Regions from separate parts of the Sus scrofa genome. Here region 1 is linked to region 2. The links are chromatin contacts, called in public HiChIP or PLAC-seq maps. All regions are on one chromosome and are shown on one strand. Each heading gives the region's core, a stretch centred on a gene start, on an enhancer-like site or on the middle of the called end of the contact. The rest is flanking DNA. Distances are from core to core; before and after follow the strand shown.

The links. HiChIP or PLAC-seq counts read pairs in DNA pulled down with a chosen protein or histone mark.
Region 1: an H3K27ac HiChIP or PLAC-seq map of skeletal muscle shows a contact between it and region 2. The contact joins two enhancer-like sites. A contact is called at or near these places in 1 of 47 Hi-C or Micro-C datasets (embryonic fibroblasts) and 2 of 2 datasets of contacts at active chromatin or transcription factors (alveolar macrophages and skeletal muscle).

The regions. Positions count from the first base shown.
Region 1 is chr13:61,493,487-61,496,803 of Sscrofa11.1, forward strand. The region is part of intron 2 of LOC106505661 (a long non-coding RNA gene); the gene reads right to left. It also overlaps the pseudogene LOC110256278. Among named protein-coding and RNA genes, the nearest start is that of BHLHE40, 33 kb to the right of the region's middle. Within about 2 kb of position 1,740, at least 1 of the 83 cell types and tissues checked has an H3K27ac peak or open chromatin away from gene starts, as enhancers often do. A contact at or near this core is called in skeletal muscle, where this site is marked.
Region 2 is chr13:61,310,883-61,314,096 of Sscrofa11.1, forward strand. The region is part of intron 41 of ITPR1 (inositol 1,4,5-trisphosphate receptor type 1); the gene reads left to right. Among named protein-coding and RNA genes, the nearest start is that of BHLHE40, 220 kb to the right of the region's middle. Within about 2 kb of position 1,914, at least 30 of the 83 cell types and tissues checked have an H3K27ac peak or open chromatin away from gene starts, as enhancers often do. A contact at or near this core is called in skeletal muscle, where this site is marked.

The DNA.
Region 1 (3,317 bases), core at 490-2,989, 180 kb after region 2:
ACTGTACCTGTTGGCCTACACCACAGCCACAGCAACACCAGATCCCAGCAGCGTCTGTGACTTATATCACAGCTCATGGCAATGCCGGATCCTTAACCCACTGAATGAGGCCAGTGTTTGAACCGGCATCCTCATGGATACGCATCAGATTCATTTCTGCTGAGCCATGATGGGAATTCTTCCCTTGTGTTTCTTTCCAGTCAGTCTTCCCACCCCCTCCAAAAGCAAACTCATTTTCATTTCTATCACCATAGATTAGTTTTGCTTATTCTTGGAATTTGTATAAATGGAATATATAGTATGTGTATCTCTTTTGTGGGTGTGTCTAATTTTTTTGCTCAACTGAATTTTTTTTGGTTCATTCATTAATCTATATTGAGCATTAGCTCATTTCTGTTTATTATTGAGTAGAATTCCTTGCTATGGATATAACACAATGTTTGCAAAATTAAATTTTATCTTCTGTATGGTTTCTTGCTGTTGAAGAATGGAGTTGAAAACATGGAAAGACAGAAGAACAGAATGAATCCTTGACTGAGTGGTATTAGAGCTATGAGCATGAACTCATAGCTTTTAATATGTGTAGATAGATGTAGAAATAACTACAGATATGTGTGGGTATATGTATGTATGTGCATGTATATACATACATGTATTCCCTGGCTCTGACAGTGTGGGAGGAGTGTCATTCCAACAGTAGCAAGTATACCTACCACCTGTACCTTGGTTTCTAAATATCATCTTTCGTGAAGAAGGATCAGGGCCTTTTGGAGGAAAGGCTGATTCCAGGACTGAGGCAGAGAAAGTACAAGTTTTGAAACATCTTCTGTCAGACAGTAGGACGCTCTCAAAAACTGATATAGCTATCTCAAAAGGACAGAGGGGGTGGTGTGAAAGAACTTTCACCTGCCAAGTTTCAGACAATATGAGCATTAAAGTGCATAAAAACAAGGAATGGGTTATAACACATTCAATTTTTTAAAAATCCACAAGTCCCTATTGCTATTAAAAGCAAAAATTAAAGTTCAGTGGAGGGAAAGTTTTTTGAAAAATAGAGTAATTCCAAGTAATAAACGTAGGACAAAATGATAGAAATGGAAAAATCATCATATTATTTCTTTTTCCTTTTTCTTTATTTTTTTTTAATGGCCACACCTGCAGCATGTGGAAGTTCCCAAGCTAGGGGTCAAATGAGAGGTGCTGCTGCCAGCCTATGCCACAACCACAGCAACACCAGATCCGAGCCACAGCTGTGACCTACACTGCAGTCTGCGTGATACCAGATCCTTAGCCCAATGAGCAAGGCCAGGGATGAAACCAGCATCCTCACAGACATCATGTCAGGGTTCTTAACCCACTGGACCACACAGGGAACTCCCAAATCACCATTTTATAATCACCAGAGGAATAACTTATTTGGACAAAATCACCATGGGGGAAAGGCTGCTGGAAAACAGGACATTCACATGATCTTATGTGAATTTCTTATTAACTATACAGGGGAAATGTACTGTGATAATAGTGGACTCAGTAGGCACCATGTTAACCAAGGGATCAGAATAAACACTGCCAATAATTGCGCACACCAATAACATGTCCCCAAGGGGATGCACTGAGAAGTACATAGTATTCCATCCAAAAATGTTGAATCTCATCATAAGAAAAGAATCAGAGAGTTCCAAATTAAGGGACGTTTGGCAACCAGAGCTTGGGCTCCAAAAATATCAATGGCATGAAAGAGGAGACTAAAGAAATAAGACAACCAAATGTCATGTGTCATCCCTGACTGAGTCCCAGAAGAGCAGGGGAAAAAATCACTTTAAAGAACATGGTCGAGGGGCTCGGAAGGGAAGTCCCAAGACAAATGAGTCCCACCGCCCCTTGTCCAAGTTGCTCGCTGGGCTGCACCAGCAGAGGGACTCACAATGTCGGGGATCACCCTCAGTAGACTCGCCCAGGAGAGGAAAGCTTGGAGGAAAGACCACCCATTTGGTTTCATGGCTGCCCCTACAAAAAACCCCCAGGGCACAATGAACCTCATGAACTGGGAAAGCGCCATTCCTGGGAAGAAGGGGACTCTGTGGGAGGGAGGCTTGTTTAAACTACGGGTGCTGTTCAAAGATGAATGTCCATCCTCACCATCGAAATGCAAGTTCAAGCCGTCCTTACTTCACCCAAACCTGTACTCTTAAGGCTGGGTGTGCCTGTCCATCCTGGAGAACAAGGACTGGAGGCCAGCATCATGATTAAGCAGATCTTTTTAGGAATAAGGGAACTTCTAAATGAACCAAATACCCAAACTCCAGCTCAAGCAGAGGCCTACATGATCTACTGTCAAGACAGAGTGGAATACAAGAAAAGGTTCGAGTACAAGCCAAGAAGTTTGCTCTCTCATAAGAAGCGACCTTGTAGCATCATAAAAAAGAAGGGATTGGCTTGGCAAGAATGTGTTTGCAACATTTTTGCAAATCTAACATTCCTGCAATTCCTGGTCCCCTGGGGAGGGTTCCACGGGCGCCATTTTCCATTTCCGCCATGGGTACAGTCTCCACTCGCTGAATGGTCTAGTTTTTCATACAGGGTCTCTTCCTTCAGTCTTTTGTAATTTTGATTATTATGTAAAACTTGCTTTTATTTTAATATTGACATCAGAATTTCAACTGCTGTAACATCATAAACTTTTATACTTGAATGAGTCCCAAGGAGCTAGTCCCCTTTGCTCACAGATGCGGGCATGTTCCACGACGTCTAGAGCTGCACTTAGCCTCCAGCCGACTGCCTGAAACAGAAAATCAGACCTGCCCCAGCTGCCTCCTCCCTCCCAGAGCCTGGGTCTCAGATCCACAGTCAGCCAGCATCTCGTTGCTGCATCACTTCCTTTGTGTTTATATGATGTTTGTCTGTATTGCTGTTTAGAGTAAATAAACTGATTATATTTTAAAAAATAAAGAACATGGTTGAGGTACTTGGGTAAATTTGAATATGGACTACATGTTAAATAATATTATTGCATCCATGTCAAATTTGTTGAGTATAGTAATTAAATTGTGCTTATGTAGGAAAATGTTTCTGTTCTCTGGAGGCATAAGCTGAAGTACTTATGGGTGAAGTGTCATAGTACCTTCAACTAACTCTTAACTGGTTTAGAGGGGGGAAAAGGAAATATTGACAGCTTTTTCTGTGTGTCTATATCTTTCCATATGTATGTGTAAAGAGAAAAAAAGAGGAAGTGGCAAAATGATAACAATTGTTGAATTTGAAAGAAAATAAGTGTTATTTGTACCATTTTTTTAACTTTTCTGTAAGTTCAAAATAAA
Region 2 (3,214 bases), core at 664-3,163:
TTTGGTAAGCACAGGAATCAACAAAGAGATGTTATATAACTTCTATTTATATCCTCCTTGCTCACTATCTGCAGGCAGACAAGAGTCGCTGAGAAGGGATTTAATGAGCTCTCTGGGTTTGCTCACCTTCCTGAGCGGGTAGGAACCAGCTTGTTCTCAAGTGCGTCAGCAAAGAATCTGGCTGTGGGTGGGCGGCCGGGGTAGGTGGACGGACTTGTTGCCATGGTGTTCTTTAATTCCTCTGTCTCACAGCCATCTCCTTCCCCCTTCCCTGGCTTCTTCCTCTCCCCCCTTCTTTTCTTTCCTTTCCTTTTCTTTTCCTTTCTTTTCTTTCTCTCCCCTAATCGATAAGCTTCCTAGTTTCTCACACCTAGTTCAGGATTCTTGGAGCTGTCTCCAAAAATGAAATATTTCCCCCACAAGAGCTCCCCACTGTGTAGTTCTAGGACATCAGAATGGTTTGGACTGAGGTGTCTTTGTCCTGCACCCTCCTCTATTTCTCTTCTTAAGACATTTCTGTATTACCAGCCCCTCTACTACAGGGACTTGTTCTATAAGTCTCTAAGTTCACCCCAGGGATGCTTTCTCTGGGCTATCAAACTGCCCCCGAATCAGGGGGATTCCATTGCCAGCTGGACAGTCAGTCGCTCTGCTGCAGAGGGGGAGGCTGTTTGTGTTTCCAGATTCCTCCTTTGTGCTGTTGCCCTAGGTAGGGTGATATGTCTTATCTCAGCTTGCACATAATAGAACCGCAGGAAAGCAAGAGAGTGTGTTGGTCCCACAGTGATCATTCCTGGAGCTTGGGCAGCTTTTGTTACCTAAAGGTTGTAGGCTGGGGTTACCCAGCCTACATCAAAAAAAAAAAAAAAAAAAATAGTGGCTGCTGCATCCATTTCTCAGCAGGGAACATCCTGTGGCAGCCTCGGGGGCACCCACCTACTCCCTGGCTGCTCTGATGGCCTTACCTTGTTGGCCACCTTCCCACCAGAGCAGGAGCATTTTGAAGACGTGAGTAGGGAGATTTATAATGAAGTGTTCTTAGAAAAGAATAAGTAGTTCCCATGAGGACAGGGAAAAAAAAGCCAAAACCCACCCCTGCCTTGCCCAAGAGTTGTGCAATTCTTAATAGCAGTAGCCTGTTTGAATAATCAAAGGTGAGCTGACTTCCCCTTAGGAACTTCAGTTAGAGACATCTGCATAAAACATCCCCAGATTCCAGACCAAGAAAGTAACTTTTTTTTTCTCCCTCTGAGTAACTGGAGGGACTTTCCCTTTGGAAGCCTTCCAGCAGAGCTAACTGGATGGTTGAGAGTACTTTCTCATTAGAAGGTGCCTGGTATCGGGGCATTAAACCTTGGTCACAAGCTTGGACCCTGAGCCTCTGAAACCCTCTGTGACATTCACATCTGGCTTTGGCACTCCTGCCAACCTCCTTTGCACAGAGAAGTATATGCCCACATGCATTTTCTGAGTCCTCTAAGTTCCCTTTTGAACGAGTCACAGCCTCTCTTGGTGTTTCTCCCAGTTTCCCTTGCCTCGGTTTTAAATATGTCATCAAGATGTCCCAGACGCCAAAGGGGCTAGTCCTGTAGACTGTCTGATGTCTTCAAGCCACTTGTTTCCCTTTGAATTCAGGACTTAAAAAAAAAAAAATTACATTGCTTCTTGGAGGAGGATGGTGATTTAGCTGCTCTCTGAATGCAGTATTTGAGAACTGTTTTTATTAGCCTCCTTGTAACACAAGCCTGCAAACCATTCAGCCCCGAGCTTGGAGTTATCAAGTTCAGGCAGGAGCCAGGTTCTGAGATGGAAGGGCCACAGATGATTGTCTTTCCTGCCTCCCAGTGTATAATGCAGGTGTCAGCGGGGCTGAAGGAGTTAACAGTTAACTAGATGGATTAGGGTCCGCAGCCAGCCTGAACCCATCCCCGAGGCCTGTGCACAATCTGATAAGCCTCTAGAGGCCAGAACGCTGTATCAGCCTCCTTGAGCTGGTCTTTGGCATTTGGCATTACCCCCGCGTGGCAGGACTTTGAGCTTCCACAGACAGTGCTCTTCTGGTTATTGAGTTAACCTTCAGCTGCCATAGGTGCAAAGCTCGGCTCGATTTATGTTTTTCAGAGGTGCACCTCTTTCAAGGCCCTTGCGTGTCCATTAAGATGGCAGACATTTATGGAGCACCTCCTGCTTGCCAAGGGCTGTATGGGGGTGGCTGTTATACAGTCTGGGATGAGGTCACAGTGCCTGCCATCGATGAGATTATAGGCTGGCGGAAAAGGTAGATTGTGATAAGTGAGTTGGGAGAAACTTGAAGAGGAAACAACCAGGGTACAGACTGTCATGGAGAAGCCACCTGGGCTGGTCAGGGGAGGCTTCTCTAAAGAGATAGATTTAAGTCCAGACCTGACAGATGAGAAGAGGACCAGTGGCCTAAACAGCAGAGGGCAGGAGCTTTAGGGCAGACAGTTTGGCATGGGCTCAGCATCTTGCAGGAGCTGAAGGAGGCCACTGTGGTTGGAGCATAGCAGTGTGGTCTGGGATGGGGAGCAGGGCCTGAGATGACTGCTTGGCCCAGGTAGTACTCTTGTCATCAGGTAGGAGGCTGGATTAGGTGATCTCCATGGCCTCTGCCAGGCCCTAGTCAGTGCTTCTAAAGGGCACTAAGTTGGCTCAGGCTATAACCAGCTTGCATACACGGCACTGATCCCAGAGCCATAATATATTATGCTGCTCTTACACAGATGAGTGCACTGTAATTCCATCCCACTGTCTCCGTCCATTTGGCTGTCTGTACGTTTTATTGTTGCACCCCATAAATGTTCTATGCAGCTACATGGAAGCTCCCTGATGGGCCACTATGCAATGAAATAGGCCCAAGGAGTTGGGAGAAATGAAAGTCCTGGGGGAGTTCCTGTTGTGGCTTAGCAGTTTAAGAACCCAACTAGTATCCATGAGGACATGGGTTCAATCCCTGGGCCTGCTCAGTGGGCTAAGGATCCAGCAATGCTGTAGGCCAGCATCTATGGCTCTGGTTCCACCCCTAGCCTGGGAACTTCCATGTGCCACAGGTGCAGCCCTTAAAAAAAAAAAAATCCTGGCACATGTCCTATGGGATCAGATTGGGGCTTAGACCTGAGAGTTTGGTTGGATTGAGTAGTGGACTGGGGTGGCTGTGGGCCTTCCTTCAGGAAGGCACTGGCTTTGTTTGATATTT